Regions from separate parts of the Mus musculus genome. Here region 2 is linked to region 1. Evidence: chromatin contacts called from public HiChIP or PLAC-seq data. All regions are on one chromosome and are shown on one strand. Each heading gives the region's core, a stretch centred on a gene start, on an enhancer-like site or on the middle of the called end of the contact. The rest is flanking DNA. Distances are from core to core; before and after follow the strand shown.

Region 1 (2,700 bases), core at 9-2,508:
AGGCAGCAGTCACTGGTGTTCTCCCTGGTAATGGGGATTGAACCCAGAGCCTGGAGGGACTGAGCCACATCCATTCTTGAATGTCAAGACTGTGTCTTTGTCTTTGGATGTGTTTTGGCAGCACTAGACGAATGCCTCAGAGACGGAGTCATTGGCAGCAGAGAAAGAGACATCTGTGCAGCCTTGAAAGATTCAGGGTCACCTCTCCAGGTGGGAGCAGCTTTTGCTTTTAATAGAATGTGGGTTGACCTGGGATGGCTTGGCTAGAGAATTAGAGTCAGAGCTCATTAAGCCATAAGGCTTAAATTGTAAAGTCCTTTATAATCCCTTCTGTAATTAATGTCACCATTCTTAGAATGAGCTTGTTGGAGACACAGTTGAAAGGGTTTTAGGCTGGTGTGGTGTTGTTCACATGGATCCTCAGCACATAGGAGGGTCTCAAGTTCAAGAACAGCCTGGGTTACCTAGTACACTCCTATTTCAAAAAAACAAAAACAAAATGAAGCCAAGCATGGTGGTACACACACTCAATCCCAGCATTCGGGAGGCAGAGGTTGACAGGTCTCTGAGTTCAGACACGCCTGGGCTATGCAGAAAGATCCTATCAAAAATAATCAATGAACAGTTAAGTGGGTTTTGAAAGATCCCGAACCTCATTTTGTAAGCACTGTTGCCTGTTCTTCTGCATGTAACAGCACCAGCCTTTATGGGGGCCTTGGGGGGTGGGGTTGTTTTTAAGCAGATCTTGCTGTATATAGTCTAGGTGGAGTGGGGCTCACAGCGGTCCTTCTGCCCCTCCGAGTACTGGGAATACACCAGTGCACCACCATGCCAGGCTTCTAGTTTTGAGTTTTGGTTGGTTGGTTGGTTGGTTGGTTGGTTGGTTGGTTGGTTGGTTACCGGGTCTTTCCTTTATGTAGCCCTGGCTACTCAATAACTGCCATGTAAACCAGGCTGGCCTTGAACTCACAAAGATCCACCTACCTCTATTCCCCAACTGCTGGGATTAAAGGTCTGTGCCACTCCACACATGCGTACACAATTGTGCTTTGAAAACGTAAAGACAGTTATAGAGATTGAGACCCCAGGATGAGCATACAAGCAGGCTCCTCAGGCAGTTCTTCTCTGTGCATGAGAGCCCAGTTTGGAGAAGACTGCTCCCAACAGCAGCTAGAAGGTGACTCTCAGACAGGCCAGGCTGTCTCACCACTGCTTGGGTTTCCTGTCTCTTTGTGGTAGTTTGACTATAAGGCTGTTGCTGATCGACTCCTGGAAATAGCCAACTCAAAAAGCACCCCGCCTTTCAACAGGAAGCGACTCTGCAGACTAGTCAGAAAGTAAGTAGCAAGTGAGATCCTGTGGCCACACCAGCACTCTCCCACGTTTCTTTCCTTCTCTTAAAGATGTATTTACTGTTAGATGTGTCAGTGTGTGTCTGTGTATGTGTGCTCTTGCAGCGGCCCGAACAAAGTGGTGCTCTGGAACTAGAGTTACAGGCAGTTGTGAGGCATCCAGTGTGGGTACCAGGAACCAAACTCAGGTCCTCTGGAACTTCTGAGCCATCTTTCCAGCCCCCGCTGCCTTTTTCTTTATCTTTTATCACTTTATTCATAACCACATGGCAGTAACTGATCTGAGCTCGATCCTTTAATATTATGAATGCCTTTAGAAAGGAGGTAGGGACTCGACCCAATGAATAAAGAATGAAGGTTAGAGTTTAGATCCTCAGTACGAATGGAAGTGGCTGGCAGGTGTGGAGTCTCATGTCTAATCCCAGCACCCATGAAGTTCCAGGCATCAAGGCAGCTCACTTGGTTGGGAGGCAGAGATGGGACTCCTAGAGCAAGATAACTAGACTAGCCAAATTGATAAATTCTGAGTTCAAATGAGAGACCCAGGGGAGAGTGGCTGAGGAAGATACCTGGTATCAACCTCTGACTCTACATGCACGTGTGCTCACCTGCAAATGTGTGGACACACCAAAAATGGCTCTTAAAGAATTCCCCAGTAGATGGCATCCATAAGTTCTCGTGCTTTATAGCTGGACCTCCAAAGGCATGCCAGGGGCTTCAGTGTGGGTACTAGGGCTGACCTGCCTGCCCCAGCGACCCATCCCAGCCCTATGTACATCCCTCATAGCCTCAGCTTTGGTTATTTGGTCTGATGCATAAAGAGAACCCTAGTGGGCAAACCTCCCCTGAACATAGCAGAGCGTTAAGTTGTCTGCCTTCAGAAACAAGCGAGACAGACATGGGATCTCTTGGTATTGTGTGCCACTGTGTCCTATGCAGAGCTGGTGGAATGGAAAGCACCTTTGTCCTAGGCTTCTTCCTTCCTGACTCACCGCATCCCTAGGTGGGGCTGTCCCCTAGCCTCCCTGTGGAGGAGAGAGTGAGCACTGAGTATCCGGATTCCCGTTTTATGTTCAAAACCTGAGCTGTGAACTCTGAACTTCCATGTGCTTTTTTGTTTTTTGTTTTTTTACAGGTTCCAGGACCTCTGTGAAGGTAAGAAGAGTTGTTCTCACCCAGTACACACCCCACCAAGGGCAGCCCGGCCAAATCCAAGACTTCGGGTCATAGGGAAATTAATCCGTGGGTGGCCACCCTCATTGCGTTCACCTAAGCAAGTACCCTGGGAAATGCCTCCATGCAAGACCCTTTGCACATACTTTCCATCCATCCGGTGCCTGCAGTGTGT
Region 2 (2,700 bases), core at 120-2,619, 240 kb before region 1:
GAAAGAAAGAAAGAAAGAAAGAAAGAAAGAAAGAAAGAAAGAAAGCCTTCCTGGGTGTTGGTAGCACACAAGGACACTGAAGGTCTGGGAAACAGAAATCCCCGAGGTGGGCAGAGTTTCAGCCTGGGGTGGGGGAGGGGGGTGTAACTTGCTACTTCCTACCCTACAAACACATGGATCTACTTAGTGCCTTCAAGTCCTGACCCTCAGGAGCCATCAAAAGGGAGCGACTTGCCCAGCTATGCCTAGTGCCCCGGGGCCTTCCCTGTCACTCACTGGAGCCAGGAGTCAACTCCTAGCCTTTCCATTCCCAGCAGAGGCCACTCCCAAGGTCCCCAGCAAGGTCATTTCCTTGTGGTCTTATCCTAACAAAAGAACGGGCCCTCTTGTGACCACAGCATTCCTTAGGTGCTTAGAGTTACAGAAAAGAAGAAGAAAAAAATCTTTCATCAGCAGGGCCATGGCCCATCTCCTTTGTTCACGTAGGTTACTCGGACTAGATCCGCAGGCAAAAGGTGCATGCTTGTCTTTGGCCTCTCCTGAAACACGAGGACCCTCAGGGAAGACCAAGAAATGAAGTGTCTGGAAGTTGAAGTCAGCCTTGCCTTGCAGGGCCCGGGGGTCTCCCAGGCAGAGAGCCCATGCTGCCCTTCTTCCTCATACTGTATATGACACCTACTTCCTGCCCAGGCCCCCAGACCTGCCCATGTACAGAGTCCCCTGGGATCTTTATGGCTGGGAACAGATGTCACAGACAGCTCTGCAGGAGGCCCAGCTGGGCTGCGAGTGACATCAGCATCTCTATCCCGCCCTGACTGGGGGGTCTTGAGGAAGGAGCTTGCTGACCACCTCTTCCACATCACTGCTGTACTTATAAACAAAACTGGCCAATTCCAAGTAGTAAAAGAAGCTGTCTCCCTGGGTCTTAGGATGCCACCAGACCTGTTCAGCCCTTTCCATTCCACAGAAGTGGAGACAAAATCCAACACGGTCCCATCACCTGTCTTCCCCAGATCTCTTTCCAAGAGAGATTCAGTTTCCCCTCGCCTGGGAACTGTCACCCCAACACCCAACCCCATCTAGAACGTGCTGGCCATCCTTGTTCTTGATGATAAAGGTCGACTGAGACGGGACATGAGAGGGGACAAGACTGGGATCCTAGAGAGTCGTCTATGTGACCACAAGAGCAAGTTGTACCAATGAGTACAGTGGATGAAACTAGTCTTCAGGACTGAACAAAACAAAACAAAACAAAACAAAACAAAACAAAACAAAACAAAACAAAAAAAGGACCTCGTGACAGAGATGTGCCAGACAGTGCTCGCACCTGCTCATGGGGATGCTCTACAATGGTGATGCTGAGGAGAGGAAGTGACACCCTTACGGAGGCCTCCAGCCCAAAGCAACCACTGTACCGCGCATGGATGGCAGAGCCTACCCCTGCCAGCCTGGCAACAGAATCTTTCCTGAGGTCCTGAGTTCCGGGTTTTCTCCCTTAGGGTAAGACAGCAGGGCTGACCTGCTTGAGCTAGAGAAAGCTGGCCCAGCTGAGGTGCTGGAGAACCTGGGGCTGGTCTCTTGGTGAGCAGGGAGGAGCAGTCATTATAAGGCCCAAACTTGTGTCTGCTTTGTTGGGCAAGTGCAGGAGAGCTTTTTAAGCCCACCCTCACTAGCCAGTTCTGTCCTAGGCTGGAAACAATAGGGAGCTGATGGTTGCTTCCTAATTAACGTAGCACTTGGTGCTTCTAACCCCCGTCCCCAGAACCCCGTTTTGTCTCCTTGTGGAAGATGGACTCCAGTGAGCATAAGGCACCAAGGGCTTCAGGGTAGAAGATCCTCTTCAATGCTGACAATCCCCAGGCGAGTGCCCTCCCCTGCTTAAATTAGGCACAATTTAGTTTTGTGAATCACTGCATCATTTGTTTTCCACGGAGAAAATGTCCTGAAGTGGGGAGGGTGGCTCTCTCCTCGCTGTTCCTGCACAAAGCTTCCCTCCCATGGCATATTTCATGATGGTCCCTCTTCGTTCGTCACTGGTGACGTCATCCTCGCTCCCCTCACGTCAGCTGCTCAATGACCCTCTTGCACAGTCGCATGCCCCTGCTGGGGTGGTGGCACCCCACCTTCCTCCCGCCAGAAGCAAGAATTGCTCTTCCGAGGAGCAGAGCGTCAGCCCTCACATCTGCCGATTCCTCTGCCAGCCACTCTCCAGAAGCCCCCCGGGCGACAGCACAGCCAGCGGGCGGTACCTTCCATCTGTACCACGCTGCCATCCGCCTGGCTGTGCATCAGCCAGGGTACTGTCACTCGCTTGGGCTTCAGATCTCTAAAGGGCACTTTGTTCCAAGCCCTGGTGTGTCTGAAATGAAGCCTCATTTTTAAAAAGAAGTGGTTTCCTGTAGTGAACATGCTCACGCTGAAAGAGAGGGCCAGCGATGTTGCTTGGCAAATTACAGGTTTTCTTTTATTGCAATTAAAAAAAAAATCTCACTTGGAAAATGAAGTCTTTTTTAAATTCATTTGAATGGGAAGATGGACTTTTGTGGTCAGGGGAGGGGCACCCCTGTGGACTTTTTGTGATGTATTGGGACAAAGGTAATCATAAAAATTCTTGTTCAAGCTTGACAATACATGAGGATGGTTGGAAGAGTGGTTCCTGGCCAAGGGCAACTGTGGGACCTGCCCCAGCCCGCTGGCTCA

Evidence for each region. HiChIP or PLAC-seq counts read pairs in DNA pulled down with a chosen protein or histone mark.
Region 2: an H3K27ac HiChIP or PLAC-seq map of regulatory T cells shows a contact between it and region 1, with 2.4 times the contacts expected there. The contact joins two enhancer-like sites. A contact is called at or near these places in 3 of 39 promoter capture datasets (cranial neural crest, frontonasal cranial neural crest and maxillary cranial neural crest), 3 of 115 datasets of contacts at active chromatin or transcription factors (embryonic stem cells, extraembryonic endoderm stem cells and regulatory T cells) and 2 of 9 other capture datasets (adipose tissue and pancreatic islet).

The regions. Positions count from the first base shown.
Region 1 is chr17:32,052,618-32,055,317 of GRCm38.p6, forward strand. Rrp1b (ribosomal RNA processing 1 homolog B (S. cerevisiae)) reads left to right here. Exons shown (of 16, transcript NM_028244.2): 9 at 122-210; 10 at 1,240-1,337; 11 at 2,488-2,507. Among named protein-coding and RNA genes, the nearest start is that of Rrp1b, 18 kb to the left of the region's middle. Within about 2 kb of position 1,259, at least 55 of the 459 cell types and tissues checked have an H3K27ac peak or open chromatin away from gene starts, as enhancers often do. A contact at or near this core is called in regulatory T cells, where this site is marked.
Region 2 is chr17:31,807,977-31,810,676 of GRCm38.p6, forward strand. No RefSeq gene overlaps it. Among named protein-coding and RNA genes, the nearest start is that of Gm41563, 16 kb to the right of the region's middle. Within about 2 kb of position 1,370, at least 92 of the 459 cell types and tissues checked have an H3K27ac peak or open chromatin away from gene starts, as enhancers often do. A contact at or near this core is called in regulatory T cells, where this site is marked.